2 separate regions of the Pan troglodytes genome follow, and region 2 is linked to region 1. The links are chromatin contacts, called in public HiChIP or PLAC-seq maps. All regions are on one chromosome and are shown on one strand. The core of a region is the stretch at or near the end of the contact, and the rest is flanking DNA. Distances in the headings are between cores, read along the strand shown. Region 1 holds the start of HSPBAP1 (HSPB1 associated protein 1). Region 2 holds the start of SEMA5B (semaphorin 5B).

Region 1 (3,558 bases), core at 625-3,124:
ACAAGTCAGTCAGGAAGATACAGTAGTAATTGAGGTGAGAAAATGTGGATGATTTGAAGTACGGTCTGATAGTGAAAGGAAAAAAGTAGACAGATTAGATGCAGAATTGACCTGACTTGCAAAGTCATTACCTGAAATTAAGAAAGAGGCAGTGAGAGGTTATAGAGTTTGGGAATTTGTCATTGGAGAACGTTAGCAGGCTCACTAGAGAAACAGAGGATCAGAGGGATCTCAAGCCCATACTGACTGAATATTCAAGAGTTTGGTCATTTTCACTTTATACGGTCATCAATTTGTGCAGGACTTTTTCCAGCAAAGTTCAGGCCCACGGGTGCAGGTACAAAGAGGGCAAAAGGTTGACTTCATCCAGAGTAAGAGTTTTGTCAGAAAAAAGTGCAGGAAGGGACAAGAGAATTTTTCAAAGGAATGACATACATTCTGGATAAGGGGGTGCAGTGGATAGAAAATGGCAAGATCAATGCAATGGAGGTATAGATGAAGGTCAAGAATTGTCTCCCTGGTAGAAAGTGGTCAGATAGTAGGAGGCTATAATTTGTTTCTTCTGCTTGGAATGGGCATTTCCCCCTTCAGCAAACTATTTGACCCCTAAATACATCCATCTTTTTCTGCTCCCTGACTTCCTGAACCCCAGCACCACTCCCTGAGTTTGTCACCATCTCATCCAATCAGAAAGGCCCACCTCAGCGGATCACAAGGTCAAGAGATAGAGACCATCCTGGCCAACATGGTGAAACCCCGTCTCTACTAAAAATACAAAAATTAGCTGGGCGTGGTGGCACGCTTGTAGTCCCAGCTGCTTGGGACGCTGAGGCAGGAGAATCGCTTGAACCTGGGAGGTGGAGGTTGCAGTGAGCCAAAATCGCGCCACTGCACTCCAGCCTGGTGACAGAGCGAGACTCCGTCTCAAAACAAGAAAAAAAAAAAAAAAAAAAAGAGAGAAAAGAAAAAGAAAGGCCGACCTCAAACTATTCGCTCCTTGAAGCATTTATGTTCTCCCCACTGAGATCCCTCCTCCTAACAACCCTCACAGAGTGTACTACTGGTCGAATAGTTCAGGTGACCACATAGTAAGTCATTCTTTTTCCTTTCTAGGCTCCTTTGGAAAAGGTATTGTTATAAATATTAAAAAGTCTCTGGATCCTGCGACAGTATTCAGAACACAGCCCTGCACGGTGCAATCATTCAATAAATAATAACAGGGATCTCAGGCTCATGGGCCTCCAAACCTCATCCCCACTTGCTAAACCAGGGTTCACTGAAATAGAATAAAAGCGCATAATCCCTGTTCACAAAAGTCTCAGATAACTTCCATTAATCTCAAAGGTTGCCTTCAATTTCACAAATTTAATTTTAATCCCCTCTAAACGTTCAAAACACCTCTATTTAGCTAATGATGGGCAAATATAAAACAAAACAAAACAAAAATAACACCCCATGCATGAAACAGCACTCGTAGGCTACCCTACGACGATCAAAAATCTGGATGCCACAATTCGAGAAATGCCACGCTCACTAGAAAATATAGATTTTTCTTCATAGTCTAATGCAAGGCCAGAGAGACCTGGGTTGGGGCTAAGGCAAACGGCCCCACGAGGGGTGCCACGAGAGTCGACTGGCATTGGGTTTGTACTCAGGGTCGGACCTCAGCCTGGCACCTACCTTCCTCCCCTCCAGCCCCAGCTGCAACGATCACAGGAGTGGTCGCCTCGGAGCCTGCTGCCATGGCTACCGCAAGGCGGGTTCTGCCGGAACCCAAGGCGGAGCGGAGCTGGGGTGGGGTCAGAGTAGGGGCCAAACTCCGAGACCCGAAGCTGCACTACAGGAAGGAGCCCCGGCGACTCCCTCCCGGCTCCTACGGAAACGCCGGCTCTCACGTGGAGGTCACGTGACGGATGCTGGGCGGGACCATGCAGCTTTGTTTTGATACCCCGGGTGTGGAAATACAAACACGTGGTCTGAGTTGTGGCGCTTTTTACCTAACCCAGACCTTAGCGTTCTTTATTGTAGTCTTAGCTTCGTTTCTGTTTCTCCTTTTCTAGTCAGATCCTTCCTTTCCACCTCGGCTTTTCTCCACCCTAAAGGATTGGAGTTTTAGGGGAAGGTTTGCCGCTTAGTGGGGCTCCGGCGGTGGGATGGGTCTCTGCCGTGAGCTTTCGCGAGCCGCTCTTGGCAGCCTGGAATGCGAGGCTAGCTCACGCTTCTCTTACACCTCTCTTGCCCTTCTGGTGGTAACCTGACTCCTTCTGATTTTAGTGGCTGCCGGGAAATACGAACCTCGGGCAAAGAATCCTGTGATTGCGTTCCCTGTGACTCATTTCCCGATCCAGACAAGCCAAATTGCTTGACTTAGGTTTTCAAGGACACTAATCCACAGCTGTCAGGCTTCTGAATTTGTATACCAAAATAAACAAACAGCTGTGTGAAGAGATCAACAACCACCTTTCTTCTCGTTTACCCTGTGGTCAAATCATAATCACTGGAGATGGATCTTCGGGGCAAAAATCTTCCAACTTTACTGGACATAACTTTATTGCTCGCCTATCGGCAGGCGAAATGGGTAAAGTTTACATATATATGAATGAAATTGGCTAGTTTGGAATCTCCTCTTTGGATATGTAAGACAAAAAAGTAACAAAAAATAGGTAGTACTTATTGTACGTAAGAAATGATTTTTATGAGATAATCCCCTGGGACCAACTACGCTTAAACTTTATCCTTCGCCTATAATTTCTGAAGTTACTAACTCAACAAAAATGAGAATAAGCCCAAAATAGAAGCAAGCATCGGGTTAACTGTGGTCACTTAACAGGTCACTGTGTTGTTTATTAGGCACAAGATTTAACTTGGACACTTCCTCCAAACACCCCAGGGTTCCTTGCCCAACCTCCTCCAATACAGCCTCTCTGGGAGTTTCCCTCTCCCCGACTCAGCCGCGCTGGTAGCCTTTTCAGCGCTACCTGCCCTCCGTCTGGGACCTGGCTCCTTTCCTCTCGCCGGTGTTTCCTCGCCACCCGCGGAGGGGAGGGCGGACCCCAGCCTCCTTGCCGCCTGCCCCGCCTCCCCGCCTCCCCGCCTCCCAGCCGGCCCGGCTCGGGCCGCGCAGGCGCACCAGGCGCGGCCCGGAGGCCGAGGGCGACCACAGCAGCCTCCGCCTCCTACTGCTCCGGACGATTCTGCGCTGGGCTAGTCGGCGGTGACCCGGACTGCGCCCGGCAGTGGCTTCGCGGGCGACGCGTCGCCATGGGCTCTCGCTGGAGCAGCGAAGAGGAGAGGCAGCCGCTGCTGGGGCCCGGTCTCGGGCCTGGGCTGGGGGCCTCCTGGAGAAGCCGGGAGGCGGCGGCGGCGGCGCTGCCCGCGGCGGTCCCGGTTCCCGGGCGGGTGTACGGGCGCCGCTGGCTGGTGCTGCTGCTCTTCTCGCTGCTGGCGTTCGTTCAGGGCCTGGTCTGGAACACCTGGGGTCCCATCCAGAACTCGGCGCGCCAGGCCTACGGCTTCTCCAGCTGGGACATCGCGCTGCTCGTGCTGTGGGGGCCCATC
Region 2 (3,558 bases), core at 299-2,798, 230 kb after region 1:
CAGAAAGCCTGGGCAGGATCGCAGGGGTGCGAGCAGAATCCAGCGCTCCTCTCTCCCCATCCAGACTCGCGGCCCACTCCCGCCTGGCGCGGCGGGCAGTCGGAACTACCCAAAGACTGGGCTCGAGGTGGGGGGCGGGGGCGGGGAGGAGGGGGCCAGAACGGCGCTGCAGGTGGTCCTCCTCCTTGTTTAAAGTTTGCGGTGGGCAAAGGAGTCGGCTCCGTTGGGCCGGGTTTTCTCGAGCCTCGCCTTCTTCCTCCGCCGGTCCGGCGACCACTTCCCTCTTGGCTCCCGCCCCGCGCGGGTCCCCATCCCCTCTCCCGTCTGCATCCCTCTCTGTGCCCGAGCGCCCCCCGCTCCCTCCCTCCTCGCTGGATCTCCCGCAGGACGTGAGCGGAAAGTGAATGGGCAGCCCCAACCACAAAGACAAATTACCATGAGAAACATAAATCGGGAAATCGCCGCTCGCGTCCCCGCTTCCAGCTGCCGCACCCCTCTCCACCCTCCCAGCCGGGAGTGCGGGGCCCTGAGCCACTGCCCCTGGAGCCTGGTGGGCAGAGTTCACGCTCCGCAGGCCTGGTCAGGGCAAGAGCGTCCTGGAGGGGGGTCTGGGAAGAATCCGGGCGGCGGCTCCGCAGGCGGCGGCGGTGGAGCGGGGACGTCCCTGAGCGGGAGATTTCACACTCTGGGCGGGCCACGCGTTCCCACGCGCCTCGCCGCCCGCACTCTCCCTCAGTGCTGTTTACTAGCCGGCCCTCTCTGAGCCTCCATCTCCGCACCTCTGTCCCTCCGTCCCTCAGCCTCACTCGTCCGTCTCCTTCTCCAGGCCTGGGTCCCGGGTCCCCATCGCCGCTGCAGCCCACATGCGCCGACCACAGCCCTGGCAGGGCCCAGTGCAACCCGGACCCAGAGCTGGCTGGCGGCGGGAACGCAGCAGCGCTGAGGGCTCTCAAGCCGAGGTGGCAGCGGGAGGCGCGGAAGCCAGGGGACCCCCTGTCCTCCCGCCCGCAGCCTCACCTACCTGGCTTCAACTTGCCAGAGCCCGAACCCCTACCTCTCTACCCCGATACCCACCCGAGTTGCTGAAGTTTGCAAGTTGCAGCCCCAACCCGCGCAGGGGAAGCGCCCGGAGCTCCCGGGACTCACCTCCCAGCGGCGGGTGCAAGTGCCCGGTTCCCCGCGGCTCCCGACTCCCGGGCGGCGCGGAGCGGCGGGAGCGAACCAGATGGGCTGGCGGCCTGTCTGGGAATGGGGCGGCCGCGCAGGAACGGCCTCCAGCTCTCAGCGCTCCGGTGCAGTCCCGACCCGGGCCCGCGCCCGCTGCGCTCGGGCTCCCAGCAGCCGCTGGACGCGCTGCCGACCCGCCCGGCTCGGCGGAGCTGGGCTCTGGCACCAACCCCCGCGCTCCAACTAGCTCCCGACCCGGCGCTCGGAGAGAGCAGGGAGGAGGAGACCGCGGGAGCAGAAGGAGGGAGGGGGCGGTGGGGGAGGAGTTGCAAGCAAAGGGAGAGAATGAGGGGAGCGGGAGCGAAAAAGAGGAGGGGGCTGGAGCAGACCTGCCGCGGCGGGCGCTGCACCCGCCAGCCTCGAGGCGCGCGGAGGAGCGCGAGGGGGCGCCCTGCATCCCGCGGCTGCTCGGCCGACTCCCGCCCCGGGCCTGCCGAGTGTGGTGACCAGCCCGGTGGGCCGAAGCCCCTTCCCCGGCCGGCATTCCGGCGACAAGACCTAGGACTCCGAGCACTTGCCGCCGTTTGCCACATCCCGCCTTGCCGTTCTCGGTCACCCCATCTCGAATGTGACATCCCCGAGGGCCATCGGCGCGGCCTGCCCACCCCAACACTCCGGGCCTGAGGAAGCTCCCCCAAACCCCACTCCGGACTCCCACATTCCCCAGCCCCGTCAGTTCGGAACGATCTTCCTGCCTGTGGATTTGAAGGGGAAGGGACCTCGTGTAAAACGGGGGAGAGCCGTTATAACCTGCAGCGGCAGAGAGGGAGGCTAGGCTGCTGGGCTGGGCTGGAAAGCCAGAACTGGCCGGATTAGGGTTAACCTTGCAAACTGTGCGATACCGAGCGAACCTCTCCAAGCCTCAGTTTCCTCAGCTGTAAACTGGGGTTAGTAATACGCACCCTACAGAATTGTGAAGAACGAGTAGGGGATACGGGGAGTAAAATAACATCAGGAACAGTGGGAGAGCAGCCAAGAGATGAGTGATCCGGGGAGGTGGTGGAGCGTTCTCAGCTGAAGACGGAAGGTTTAGCGCAATCACAAGGAGCGAGGCCGAATTGTTTACAAGTTTAAGTGATCTAGTGTTTCTGATGGCTAGAAGGCGGGAGAGAAAGATGCAAGGGGCAAGCTTCAAATCCTAGCTGCCCGGGCTGCAAGAGGGATGGGAAGGGAGCCCTCTGCTGAACAAAAAATATATTTGAAAATGTAAAAAAAGGTGACCTAAGAACGAGTGAGAAAGACAAAGGATTTGAAAAATTAAAACCAGGAAAGTGTGATTCTAAGAGATAACCAAAGAGAACTATGAAATAAAAATAGATAAGTTGGAGGAAGGAAAATATCAAAAGACTTTCTAGAGTATGCCAAAAATTGGATAATTAGAACAAAGTCTGAGTGAAGCATTTTACATAATAAAATTCTGGGTAAAGGAAAACCCAGATAAAGCAGAAGAATTGAGACACTAAGAGCCCCAGAGAAGCACCTCCTCCCTGCCATCCTCCTACCCCTGGACCATGGCAAGAAGCAGTTTGACAGGATAATGGGAAAGAAAGGGTGGTTCTGAATCCAAGAAGGGAGTTTATGAGACACTGTAAAAAGAGAAACAGTGCAAGATCTCAAAGATAGACTTTCTAGGGCAACGGAAATGCTGAAACTCATAATGTGCAGAATGGAGAGAAACTTGCAAAGGGAAAACACGTTCTGGACACAAAGGCAGAGATGCAGAGAAGAAAAGAAAGGAAACGGGCATGTGTGGGCATACCAGTCTGGTAGCCCATTCATTTAATATTGGGGTAAAAATCAAGTTGGAAGAGGCAGCACGGGATATTGAGTCCAAATCTATCATTTTATCGACAAGGACAATGAGCTCTGGACCATTCTCCCAGAGTCCCAGGCTGAGATAGGGATAGGTCTCCTGATCTCCACCGTGGAACCTTTCCACTGCTATGAGCGTGCCCCCCGCCAACCCCCATTCCCTGCAGAGCCATGGGGAATGTTTTTGTCATCACAAAAAATAGAAGTATGTGCAATATAGAGATACCTTTTAATTAACACAAAAAACCACGAAGCTATTCCATACTGCAGGACCAGGGAATGAACAGGAGAGCTTCCAATTTGTCTGGTTGGGAGAATAGACAAAATGCCTTCTGAGTGGCTCTGTCAGCCACAGCTCTCCCTTGAAAGATAACCAAAATATTCTCCACCCTTCACACATTCTCTCACCTGCCCTCTTGTTTGCTACCATGTTTTGATTGTGTTCATTCTTTTCTTCCCACTATCATGTCAAGGCCTTTCCTGGCTCTCCCTCTCCATGTTATAAAGTGGAGAGGGGGT

What was found. HiChIP or PLAC-seq counts read pairs in DNA pulled down with a chosen protein or histone mark.
Region 2: an H3K4me3 HiChIP or PLAC-seq map of stem cell-derived excitatory neurons shows a contact between it and region 1, with 3 times the contacts expected there. The contact joins the promoter of SEMA5B here to the promoter of HSPBAP1 in region 1. A contact is called at or near these places in 1 of 7 Hi-C or Micro-C datasets (stem cell-derived neural progenitor cells) and 1 of 1 datasets of contacts at active chromatin or transcription factors (stem cell-derived excitatory neurons).

The regions. Positions count from the first base shown.
Region 1 is chr2:126,054,868-126,058,425 of NHGRI_mPanTro3-v2.0_pri, forward strand. HSPBAP1 (HSPB1 associated protein 1) reads right to left here and starts at 1,875. Exons shown (of 9, transcript NM_001280177.1): 1 at 1,681-1,875. The coding sequence starts at 1,744. It overlaps SLC49A4 (solute carrier family 49 member 4), which reads left to right and starts at 3,110. Exons shown (of 11, transcript XR_010155323.1): 1 at 3,110-3,558.
Region 2 is chr2:126,289,938-126,293,495 of NHGRI_mPanTro3-v2.0_pri, forward strand. It overlaps SEMA5B (semaphorin 5B), which reads right to left and starts at 1,549. Exons shown (of 22, transcript XM_016941758.4): 1 at 1,147-1,549.